2 separate regions of the Pan troglodytes genome follow, and region 1 is linked to region 2. The links are chromatin contacts, called in public Hi-C maps. All regions are on one chromosome and are shown on one strand. The core of a region is the stretch at or near the end of the contact, and the rest is flanking DNA. Distances in the headings are between cores, read along the strand shown. Region 1 has its middle 34 kb from the start of UMAD1. Region 2 has its middle 40 kb from the start of RPA3.

Region 1 (6,557 bases), core at 1,725-4,224, 81 kb before region 2:
ACACCTCATTCATAACCCTCAGGGCAGGCCTACCTCAATCCCTGACACAGAGACAAAACTCAAGAAATGACTAATGGGTCAGTAAAAGCATACAAAGTCAATGACCTAAACAGTTTCAATTTTAAAAAGCAAATTTTAGGATTGTAATATTAAGCTACCAAAATTATTAAATTTGTTTAATATGATAAATTTACTTTTCATAAAATTTTAAATAAGAGAGTAGCCAAAAATCAAAATTTAATCAGAATTAGAACTTTTTACAAGTCATCAATAGTTTCTGAAGCAATGGTATGATTGATTAAATATTATTGTTTTTAAGCACTGGAGTACTGCACTCGAAGCCAAAGGAGTATTTTGAAAGAAAGATCTCAAGACGAGGTTAAAAATTTGGCTACTGGAAGAAAAAGGACAGACACAGAAGAGACAGATACATAGAGTAAACTGATGATCAGTGAGATGTTGTCCTCACTGGCATAAGTAGAAAGCTATATATTTGTCAGATTTGGGAAGGGAAGACTAAAAACAGGACTTCAAGAATTTAAGTGTGTCAACACTTAAAGACAACAAGACAATACCTGATTTTCTATGTCCTTTAAAAAAAAAAAAAGAATGATATTAAGAATAGAGCAGAGGTGTCACCAGTAGTAGGCAGTGACAGCTGAAGTACAAACATGATCAGAGCTAAGATACAGCAGGTATATACAGGGAAGGAAGTGCTTCAAAAGAAACAGCAGGCCAGTTTTGGAGATCAGAAGTAAAGCAGTCAAAGAAATTCTAGAAGCCAAGATCAAAAAGGGTGCTTAGAGAAAGGGCAGGGTACCTTGGCAAAGACATCAGAATGGTTCTTGAGTATATGCACTGAATCACATATTGTAAACAAGAGGCAGAGTAATTGGACCAGTATAGACAACATTAAAAATATGACCTCATTGTTAAAACACACTGCTTCCAATCAATTCCGGCACTGTTACCTAATGGAGTTCCTCATACAGTCCAAACTTACCTCAAGTGATCCAGCTCCCATCACTGCCTTAAGATGTTATTTCACTATCTGCATAATTGGCCTAGGTATTGAGAACTGCCTATGAACAAGTTCACACTACTCTCACCTTCCACAGTCTCAGCTTCGTCTAAACAAATTTGTCTTCCAACAAGTTGCTTATATCCACTGTATAACTTCATATTGCTTTACTACTTAACCGAAGCAAAGATATTTTATTTTTTAAAATTATTTTTATTACATTAAATTCCCCCCTATTCTAAGAACTGCAGCTTCTATTCTTTCAGCACTCAATATATTGATAGCTATGGGTCTGGACATTCTTAAGTTGATATAAGACAAATGTGGTCTTAATACTGACATTTGTAAGAGATTTCTGCTTCCCTGCTTTATTGTAATGAGATTGCAAGATGACCCCCCAGATGGCAACAGCTCTGTGACTGCCATATCACACCGCAACCTCATATCTGCTTTGCTGTCTGATAGCACCTAACTCCCTTTCATTACTACTAAGCATTGTCTCTCATTAAATATCTATTTCAGATTATTTGCTCTTACATGTATTAGCTTGCATTTTCTTAGGCTGAATCTCACTATTTCCTGTGATATTTCTAAACCTTTTTGGTATCTTCTTTTCTACTGCTATTTGAAATGCTTCCCAATTTACTATCATTTCTAAAACTAGTTGACATACTTCATTTCCAATTTTAGATTTTTAATGAAAATGCAAAGGAAAACCAGATAATATATCTTCCTAGAGGCTGTATTATTTCATCTCAGAATGAATTTAAGTAAAAGCTGTAAATCATTATGCTATTAAGTCAAGTAAACCTGAACTGTTTACTTATTACATAAATCACTCTATTATTTTTGTAACTAATTTTGCAGTTTTAGTAGAGATGGGGTTTCTCCATGTTGGTCAGGCTGGTCTCAAACTCCTGACCTCAGGTGATCTGCCAGCCTCAGCCTCCCAAAGTGCTGGGATTACAGGCGTAAGCCACCACGCCCGGCCTAAATTTCAATCTTAAATATATTTAAATTTTTAAAATTCAAATGTCTTTGTTACTCCAATGACTGTAAAAATGTCATTGGCTTTGCATGTTCTCATTTATAAACGAGAGCTAAACATTGAGCACACATGGACATAAACACAGGAATGACAGACACTGTGGTCTACTGGGGGTGGAGGAGGGAGGAGAATGTGGGCTGAAGAACCACTTATTGAGTACTAGGGTCACTACCCAGGTGATGGGATCCATACCCCAAACCTTAGCATTATGCAATAGTCCCATATAACAAACTTGCGCATGCACCCCTTGTATCTAAAATACAGGCTAAAATTTAATTGAAGAAAAATTAATAAAGAAATAATTTTCAAATGTCATTGGCTTTAATTAAATAAAAAGCACTTCAATTAAATATCAATTATCCATATTTTATATTTTAAATACTACCTATGTTTATGACAGTAATATACATTTTTCCCTACTAGGCTGTTTATAACTTGTATCCTATGCTCAAAACATTTAAAAATATAATTTGGCTAGAGAATTTCAGGATATTTATTTCCTAAATACTAGGTTTACATAAACATAAAACTCCTGTTTTATATCATTGTTTATTTAATATCACTCTGATATTCTCTATTTTCTTTTAAGAGTGCCGGCTTAAAAGCATTTAAAACAATCAAACCTGCTAAAATTAATGTTATTCAATGCATTTTAAATTAAATCCATTAAATCTTACATATATATAATGTGCTTTCAACTCATGAAGCCTTCGATGAAAACAAATTCTAATCCAGCCCAGGAAAGTGAAGAGTTAAGTGTGCAATTTAGGAAAGAAATATGGCAAGTCCATATATGTGACTCAGTCTTCGAGTGATGTTTACATCACTCTAAGACAGGGAATCCTGTCTCTGTCTGCACTATATTATGACCCTTGTCATCGCCTGCCCTGGAGCAGTTGCATATGCATCTACTTCTCCCACTAAGCAAGTCTCTCTTGAAGGGCAGAAGCAAACGAAACCTTTGTAATTTCCATGAGGCATCCCATAGCAATTTGCACAAAGCAGTCACACAATCAATGTTATCAGAAGAGCAAAGTTCTTGACTTTGCCTTAACACACAAGACCCACGAAAAATGAAAGGAAAAGTAACTTACACACATGGGGTGGGGTTAGTGGTAGTGGTGGTAAGAATGTTAGCAAGAAACCTCGAATGAAAATATTAAAATGTGTTGTGACTTAATCAGTCACTGATGTACTTAAACAAGAGTCAAGATTTTTTTTTAAGTAACTTTTCATACTTCCCAAGTTAGAAGCTGGGGAAGCTTCATTATTTTGTTTGAAAGTTCTCCGAATTAGACACACCCATATGACACAGCCAATGTAAATAATTTGTTCTCCTGGTGTTGCCACTGCTGAACAATGATGAACGGATCAACAGTACAGATATTCCCCAAGGAAGAGTGACCTATTGTGTAAAAAATACATCCCGAAACAAGGAACTGTATTTAGGATAGGTTTCTACCTTCTGAATTCTGGCACACCCTTAGTCCCTAACTGCCTATGAATCAGTCTCCTGAAAAACCTGCAACTGATCTTTCAAAAGCAATGCAATTCAATTCAACAAACATTTATTGAGCGCCCACTGTATAAAAAAGCACAAGAATGGAAACTGAGGGAAAAGGGCCTGCAAAGGAGATGGATAAGAAGCAACGTTCAGAATAGAAAGAAAAGATACAGAAGAGAGGGGTGTATGGAATACAAAAGAGGAACTGGTCAACATTCTCAGATGTCACAAGGGGGGAGAGCTGAGATTCTAGAAGAAAAGGTATCAAAATTCTTACTAAGTAAATGCAAACAATTGGGATCAATAAATAACAAAATGAGTGTCTTTCCATGTAAAGAATGATTCTGCCTTATAAATGTATTCCCCAATAATAAGTTCTAGTTCTATTAATGTCACTACTAACCTCCCTACCATCCAAACTTGAGATTTCTTCCTTTTCCTTTTAATAACAAATGTGATCCGTTACCAAGTCCTATTACTCGCACCCACAAAATTTGGGTCACAGGCATGGTAACACAGGCTGTGTACTGCACAAGGATGTGAAAAGGAGAGGAGCATTGAAACCAAAGACATATCTTTAATAATTTTCCAGCAGATGGCAGTCAAGTGTCTTATTCTAATAAACATATTACAACAATTTTCTAACAGATGGAAGTAAAATGTCTTAAAGAAGTGGTACTTTTTTTTTTTTTTTTTTAGTTAGGTCTCACTTTTATCACCCAGGATGGAGTACAGTGACACGATCACAGCTCACTGTATCCTTGACCTCCTGGACTCTGGTGAGTCTCCCAAATCAGCCTCCCGAGTAGCTGGGACCACAGGCACATACCACCATATTGGCTAATTTTTTGTATATTTTGTAGAGACAGGGTTTTACCGTGTTGTCTGAGCTGAACTTGAATTCCTGGGCTCAAGCAATCTGCCCACCTTGGCCTCCCAAAGTACTAGGATTACAGGCGTAAGCCACCGTGCCCAGCTAAGGTGACCTTTTTATAATTCACAAAATGTACTAAGTAGGTCAGTGGTGGCCCTGCCCACAGTATTTCCTATCTATTTTCTAGCCTTCATTCTGGCTGCAGCTACCACAAATCTGATTCACATAGTATCTTGCAATAGCTTCCAAAATGATCCCCTAATTTCTCCATACTTCAGTCCATCCCACAAGCATTTGAAAAAAATTCCCAAAAGTACTGTTTTGCTAGTAAAACTTTTCAAAAAATCTTCAGTGGTACTGTTATTTTTTTCAATCTCACATTCAAGGCCCTTCATAGCATGTCCTTAACCTTCTCTTTTAGTCTATTCTTTCACTGTTCCCAAGAGGTGCCCTACTCCTAGCTGAACCTAATTACTCTCTACCTTACATATGTCCTGTCCTTCCCTGCCTTGCTATCTTTGTTCATGTCATTTCCTCTGCCTTGAATGCTATCCAAACTCAGTCTTCCTGCCATAAGGGCTAAATTACATTCAGTAGTATATTCTGGGGAGAGGTTTTTGGATGACTTAATAGTGTCTTCAGCAAGCATCTAAAGAAAAATCCCCTCACTTTGGCTTTGGTTGGTATTCCAGTTATCTATTGGTGTATAATAAACTACTTATAACTCAAGACAATTATTATTATTATTATTATTATTTTGTATTTTTTCGTATTTTTAGTAGAGACAGGGTTTCACCGTGTTAGCCAGGATGGTTATTTTTATTATATCTCACAGCTCTGTGACTCAAAAATTAGGGCAGAGCTTGAGCATTTCTTCTGTTCTGTGTAGTGATGTTAGAGGTTGCTCTAGGGTACTGGTAGTCAGAAAACAGTTGAAGGACAACTTCACTCACATTTGGTAGAATGGCTAGAAAGTTGGGTTCAGCTGGGAACGTCAACCAGATCATCTATACACATGCCTCTACAGCATGATGGCCTCAAGCTGGTTGGACTTCTTAAATGGTGGCTCCGGGCTCCAAGAGCAAGTGTTCCAGAAAACAAAGCAGAAGTCACGTGGCCTTTTGCAACTGACCCTTGTAAGCCAGGGTCTCTTTGGCCATATTCTATTGACTGAGGCAGTCATCAGCTCGTCTAGATTCAAGAGGAGGGGGCGTCGACACAACTTTTCAACGGGAGAGTGTCAAAGAATATGCAACCATGTTTTAACACTGCCTAAGTTAGGGAAGAAGGGGGATAACATGGCAGACTGTCTCCCAGAAAGTCTGAGCCACTTCTCTTACTGTTCCCCGAATATGTCATGGTCTTATACTTTTTCCCCTCGTATATCTTTCCTCTGCCTGGAAAGCATCTCCATTCCTCCTTCTTCCCTACAAGCATGTCTAATTGTCATACACCTTTAAGGTCTTCATCCCTAAAGGACCAGCTTAAATTTCCCTTCCTCCAAGACTCCTTCCTAGATCTTTTCAGTCAGTTTTAATCTCGTTTCAGGTTCCCTGGTACTTTTTTCTTCATGATAGTACTTTTCCTATTTACAATTTTACATTAGATTTTCATTTATATACGAAGCAAAAAAGAGAGAAAGGCAAAAAGAAAAATAGAATGCTGTAAGCCCCGTGGCCTTGTAAATTCTCAGTCAAGTTTAAAGAGGGTGCAAAATGCTCGATGTAACCGGACTCTTATGGAATCAAGTAGAGGGCCTGAGTCCTCTGTCCAGGCTGATGCCGGATGAAGGTGACCCAGCACATGTAGACAACATACTTTAAAATATATTATTTATATGTTTATTCTAAATTAATAGCAGTTGTAATTCCTGTAGATTCCAGGAAAGATAAACAAACTTGGGAAGAAGGAAGGTTTAGTGTCCTGTGTCCTGCTTAATGATAGTTTCTAACACTACATACACTTTTGTCCTCAAAAATGTTGAAAATGGAACTTTCTCATGTCAGAGTAAAATCCATATCCGGCATAATCTACTGAAGAGATATACTAATGGGCCTGTGAGGTAATACAAACAACAAAAGCCAGTAATTCAAGCTATCCAGTTTAAATA
Region 2 (6,928 bases), core at 1,427-3,926:
GTAATCCCAATTACTTGGGACTCTGAGGCATGAGAATTGCTTGAACGCGGGAGGCAGAGGTTGGAGTGAGTCAAGATTGTGCCACTGCCACCAGGCTGGGTGATGGAGTGGGACACTGTCTCAAAAAAAAAAAAACTGCATCTGTGCTAAACATGTATAGGCTTCTTTTCTTGTCATTATTCCTCAAACAATACAGTAAAACAACTGTTTACATAGCATTTACATTGCATTAGGTATTTTAGTAATCTAGGGATGATTTAAAGTATATGGGAGGATGTATGTAGGTCACATGCAAAAACTATGCTCTTTTATATCAGAGCGTTGAGCGTCAATGGATTTCGGTATGAGCGGGGGTCTTGGAACCAATTTCCCACGGATACCAAGGGAAAACTGTATATTACTCATAGAAAATGAATTTTGGCTGGAAGCAGTGGCTCACGCCTATAATCCCAGCAGTTTGGGAGGCCAAGGCAGGCGGATCACCTGAGGTCAGGAGTTTGAGACCGGCCTGGCCAACATGGTGAAACCCTGTCTCTATCCAAAATACAAAAATTAGGCAGGTGTGGTGGTGCATGCCTGTAATCCCAGCTACTTGGGAGGCTGAGGCAGGAGAATCACTTGAACCCAGGAGGCGGAGATTGCAGTGAACAGAGACCACGCCATTGCACTCCATCCTGGGCAAAAACAGCAAAAACTCCGTCTAAAAAAAAAAAAGGAAAAGAAAACAAATTTCATTTCATAGGATCATGTATGAAGCTTTCTGCTCTTTTTCTATTTAATGATTTAATATATTGAAGGAAATGTAATTACCCAGAAATTCTGTGGTTTTATTTGCTTTTTGTTTATGGCTCAACTAAAAAAGAAACTGTAACTTTATATTTTATGAAGTCTTTTTCAAAGTGTCTCAACACATTATTTGATGACATACAATTATTAGAGCGTGAACTGTAGTGCTTCTCAGCCTTGCATGAACTCTAGAATCATCTGGAGAACTCTGGGGGGAAAAAATCAATTCCTGGGCCTAATCCCAGGACCTTTTAATCAGAATCTAGGAATGGGTCCCTGCACCAGTATTTTTTTCTAAGTAACCCCTAATGCACAGAAGGGTTAGAATCACAGAGAGATAGATCCCTAATTTACGTTTGAGTCAACTAAATCCACTGACTCCCCGAAAAACATGAATGACTTTCCCACAATTAACTGTGCCAAACAGAAGGCTCAGTTCTGCCTCTGAGTACAGTTGGCACCTCTCCTCTTCCTTCACGCAATTGCCTTTCACTGTACACTCAAGGAGTTAAGGAAGGGTTGTGTACCCCACACGGGGATGGCCTAACCTAACTTTTTCACCTCCGAAAAACTGAAACTGAAACGCTGCTAGATTAACAGGTAAACCAGAATCAGGTAACAGTGACTGAAAATACTGTTAATTCTATCCATTAGACACACAACTCCACATTTCTAATAGAAAAACAAGCATCTACATCATGAAGTTAGTTGAAAAATCCTGGCATACTTGCTTTGCAATTTAAAGGTCAAAAGTAAAAACACAAAAACTGCCAAGTAAATAAAATGTAAATCGAGTTTTTCTGGATATCCCGATACGTGGGTAAGGAGACAGCGATAGGGTAAGTTACTTTTTAATCCATAAACACTCTAATTTTTTAAAGATCTGGTATACATTTTTTGTAAGAACAGGCAATAAAAATAGGAAGCACATGTTGAAAACCTGTTTAGTTTTTGTCATTGTTTTAATTAAAGCCTTCGACCCTAGACAGAATCAAAGTGACTTACTGTCCCTCATTCCTTAGAATGTAAATTTTTATGTACACAGCTAAATTTCCACTTTTAAATAAAGGAAACAACACAGCGATGAAGAGACTACCTTTAAAAGTTCCATATAAAAATATGATAGTTTAACTGAAGTATGTATATGTGGTTTGGTTCCCAGAATGAGGAATTCAGTAGGAGATAATCTTAAAAATAACTCACTTATTTTCAATATCTGACTGATCATTTAGACTGGAAAACAGAAGGTGAGACTAAATTACATATTTCAATGTGTTTTATGTATTTTAAAAGGTGAAATCCAAGCTGCTGTGAATTATTAAATTCTGGTTCTAAATTCAGCAAGTGTTACAAAATAATTAGCTTAATGGAAACTAGAAGTTCTTATGCCCTACTTTAAGAAGCACCTGCATATTCTGAAAACCATGACGCATTTCACTTGTACTGTAACCCAACTCCTTTAATCTCTACAATAGTGTTTGCCCAATTTCATTCTGCCTGCTTCAAAGTTATATTCAATATTTGGTCAACAATATTAGTGAACCAACAACAATATCTAAATTGTTCCTTTTCATTTATATCCTATTACTTTTTGTTGTTATTTTTCCTTCTTTTTGCTATAACATAATAAGCTAATTCATGCTTTTGTCTTAGTTTTGGAAGGAATTATATCCTAACATTTACGCAATATCCCTTTTCCTAACTTAAAATAACTATGAGCTTGCCACTACACTAGTAAATTTGTAATCAACTTAAAGATAATGTCTTAAAAGTACAATTAAACATGTCATAACAGAAGAAAACCCTGGTAATTACGAATAGTGCCATGCTTGCTGGATTTTTAAATAGTAGTATAAGGCTATGAAAAATCGCCACCCAGTGATGCAAATGAAAACTGCAATTTGTTTTTGTGTCAAATGAGTACCCTGGAGGATTACTTCAACTTCATTACTGAATGAAGGAATAGCTATTACCTTCTTACGTGAATAGGAACTGGTTACAAGGGAAAGGATGTTTTTCTACAAGAATTTTTTTCCCTTATTCTTATTCGGCACACTAGACATTTTACAAAGGCTAAAAGCTTTGGAAATCTTAATGCGGAGAAAGGTTTTCCGTCCAAATGTGAGCTAACTGTATATGAACAGCCCAGATATTCCTATTACCAAAACAAGTGTCTAGACTCTGCCCAGACCTGAATTTCAAGTCATGATGTGTTGATTCCATCAACTCTGCAATGCCATCTAATAACTGTGACCTAAAACCTATTTGTGTTAAGCAGAAATGCTTGCCTAGGGGAAAAGGTATTCTCAAGTGGAAAAAAATAGATAATTTATAGCTTAAACAACATAATTTACTCTGACCTTTCTAGAAATGGGTTATAAAGGCCACATAAGGAGATCATCTAACAAATTCTGTGGTGTCCATATTGATAAAAAGTTGTTGCTACAAATATAATCATGTTTATAAGTTTTTACTTAGCTGTATCATTTAGACATCAACAAACACACAAACCAACAAAATAAATTTATTTTTCTGTAATGTACCTATTGCACACGACGCCACAAAAAAAGTTATGTGGATATATGCTAACCATGATATATGTGTATGCAACTAAAAAAACTATCAGAACTAATAAATAAATTCAGTAAGGTTACGGGATACAAAATCAACATACAAAAATCAATAGCATTTTTATATGCCAACAGCAAACAATTTGAAAAAGAAACCAAGAAAGTAATCCCATTTATAAAGCTACCAGTAAAATAAAATACTTAGGAATAAATATAACCAAAGTGAAAGATCTCTAAAATAAAAATTATAAAATACTGATGAAAGAAACCAAAGAGAACACACATAAAAAAAATGGAAAGATATTCCATATTTATGGATTGGAAGAATCAGTATTGTTAAAATGTCCATACTACCCAAAACAATCTACAGATTCAATGCAATCACTATCAAAATACCAAAGACATTCTTCACAGAAATGGAAAAAATAATCCTAACATTTATATAGAATCACAAAAGACCCAGAGAAGCCAAAACTGTTCTAAGCAAAAACAACAAAATTAGACGAATCACACTACCTGACTTCAAATTATACTAAAAAGCTATAGTAACTAAAATAGCACAGTACCGGCATAAAAACAGACACATGGACGAATGGAACCAAATACAGAACCCAGGAATAAATTCACACATTTACAATGAACTCATTTTCAACAAGGGTGCCAAGGATATACATTGGGAAAAGGAAGTCTTGAATCAGTGGTGCTGGGAAAACTGGATATCTCTATGCAGAAGAATAAAACTAGACCCCTATCTCTTGCCACATACAAAAATCAAATCAAAATGGATAAAATACTTAAATCTAAGACCTGAAACTATGAAACTACTAGAAGAAAGCATTGGGCAAATGCTACAGGACAGTAATCTGAACAAAGATTTCTTGAGTAATACCCCACAAGCACAGGCAACCAAAGCAAAAATGGACAAATGGGATTACATCAAGTTAAAAGGCTTCTGCACAACAAAAGAAATGATTAATCAACAGTAAAGAGACAACCCACAGAATGGGAGAAAATATCTGCAAACTACTCATCTGACAATGGATGAACAATCAGTATATATAAGGAACTCAAACAACTCAACAGGAAAAAATAAAATAATCCAATTTTAAAATGGGCAGGCCAGGCATAGCAGCTCACGCCTGTAATCTCAGCACTTTGGGAGGCGGAGGCAGGAAGATGGCTTGAGCCTAAGAGTTCGAAAGTGGCCTGAGTAACATAGTGAGTTATTGTCTCTTAATATGTGTGTGTATATATATATATATATTTATCTATAAATTAAATATACAAATATATATTTATCTATAAATTAAATATATGAATATATATTTATCTATAAATTAAATATATAAATATATATTTATCTATAAATTAAATATATGAATATATTTATCTATAAATTAAATATATAAATATATATTTATCTATAAATTAAATATATAAATATATATTTATAAATTAAATATATAAATATATATTTATCTATAAGTTAAATATATAAATATATATTTATCTATAAGTTAAATATATAAATATATATTTATCTATAAGTTAAATATATAAATATATATTTATCTATAAGTTAAATATATAAATATATATTTATCTATAAGTTAAATATATAAATATATATTTATCTATAAGTTAAATATATAAATATATATTTATCTATAAGTTAAATATATAAATATATATTTATCTATAAGTTAAATATATAAATATATATTTATCTATAAGTTAAATATATAAATATATATTTATCTATAAGTTAAATATATAAATATATATTTATCTATAAGTTAAATATATAAATATATATTTATCTATAAGTTAAATATATAAATATATATTTATCTATAAGTTAAATATATAAATATATATTTATCTATAAGTTAAATATATAAATATATATTTATAAATTAAATATATAAATATATATTTATAAATTAAGTATATAAATATATATTTATCTATAAACTAAATATATAAATATATATTTATCTATAAATTAAATATATAAATATATATTTATCAATAAACTAAATATATAAATATATATTGATAAACTAAATATATAAATATATATTTATCGATAAACTAAATATATAAATATATATTTATCGATAAACTAAATATATAAATATATATTTATCGATAAACTAAATATATAAATATATATTTATCTATAAATTAAGTATATAAATATATATTTATCTATATTAAATATATAAATATATATTATCTATAAATTAAATATATAAATATATATTTATTATATAAAATTAAATATATATTAAATAATATTTAAATTTTTTTTTTATATATCTGAATAGCTATTTCTCAAGACATACAAAATGACCAATAGGCATATTAAAAAAACGTTCAATATTGTTGATCATCAGAGAAATGCAAATCAAAATCAAAATGAGATATCATCTCAACCCAGTTAAAATGGCTTTAATCCAAAAGATAAGCAATAACAAATGCTGGCAAGGATGTGTAGAAAAGGGACCTCATACCCTGGTGGCAGGAATGTAAATTAGTACAGCCAGTATGAAGACCAGTATGGAGATTCCTCAAAAAACTAAAAACAGAACTACTATATGATACAGCAATTCTATTGCTGGGTACATACCCAAAAGAAGAAATCAGCATATCAAAGAGACGTCCACATTCCCATGTTTATTGCAGTACTATTCACAATAGCCAACTTATAGAATCAACCTAAGTGTCTCCATCAACAGATGAATAGATAAAGAAAATGTGGTACATATACACAATGGAATACTATTTAGCCATAAAAAAAGAATGAAATCCTGTCCTTTGCAACAACATAGATGGTACTAGAGGAGATCATGTAAAGTGAAATAAAGCAGGCACAAAAAGACAAATTTCACATTTTCTCACTCATATGAGGGAGCTCAGTTTTTTTCAAATTGAACTCATGGAGATAGAGAATAGAATGATGGTTACCAAAGGCAAGGAAGGGTAGCAGAAAGAGGGAAATAAAATGGGGATGGATGATGGGTACAAAAATACAGTTAGATAGAAGGAATAAGATCTAGTATTTGGTAGCACAATAGGGTGACTATAGTTAACAATAATTTATTGTATATTTTTAAATAACTAAAAGAGTGGAAATTGAATGTTGCTAACACAAAGAAATAACTGCTTGAAGTGACAGATATCCTAATTACCCGATTTGATCACTACACATTATATGCCTGTGTCAAAACATCACCTGTACCCTGTAAATATATACAACTATTATGTACCCATAATGATTAAAAATAAAAAATTTAAAACAAAATAGATGTGTGCAAGTATGTGTCCATGTTAATAAAAGCATTAAAAGCATTTTCTATTTACCATTTGACCTACTTGACTTTTTCCAGAATATTTTATACAGTATGCTCTGAGACTAAAGTAGATATTATATATGTCAGTATAGAATGATATAATAAAAAGAGAAACCTAGCAGAGCAAATCAATTTTTTAAAAAAGAGTTTACCAGATAATTAACTATAACTTTAAAGACAATTAACTATATTCCTAATAATCTGTCAGGATCTTTA

What was found. A called contact is a pair of places that touch in the nucleus more often than the background predicts.
Region 1: a contact with region 2 is called in a Hi-C map of blood, with 9 times the contacts expected there. The contact joins two enhancer-like sites. A contact is called at or near these places in 2 of 7 Hi-C or Micro-C datasets (blood and stem cell-derived neural progenitor cells).

Annotation. Positions count from the first base shown.
Region 1 is chr6:13,630,123-13,636,679 of NHGRI_mPanTro3-v2.0_pri, reverse strand. It overlaps a transcript of UMAD1 not described here. Among named protein-coding and RNA genes, the nearest start is that of UMAD1, 34 kb to the left of the region's middle. Within about 2 kb of position 2,974, at least 3 of the 24 cell types and tissues checked have an H3K27ac peak or open chromatin away from gene starts, as enhancers often do.
Region 2 is chr6:13,548,474-13,555,401 of NHGRI_mPanTro3-v2.0_pri, reverse strand. It overlaps a transcript of UMAD1 not described here. Among named protein-coding and RNA genes, the nearest start is that of RPA3, 40 kb to the right of the region's middle. Within about 2 kb of position 2,676, at least 6 of the 24 cell types and tissues checked have an H3K27ac peak or open chromatin away from gene starts, as enhancers often do.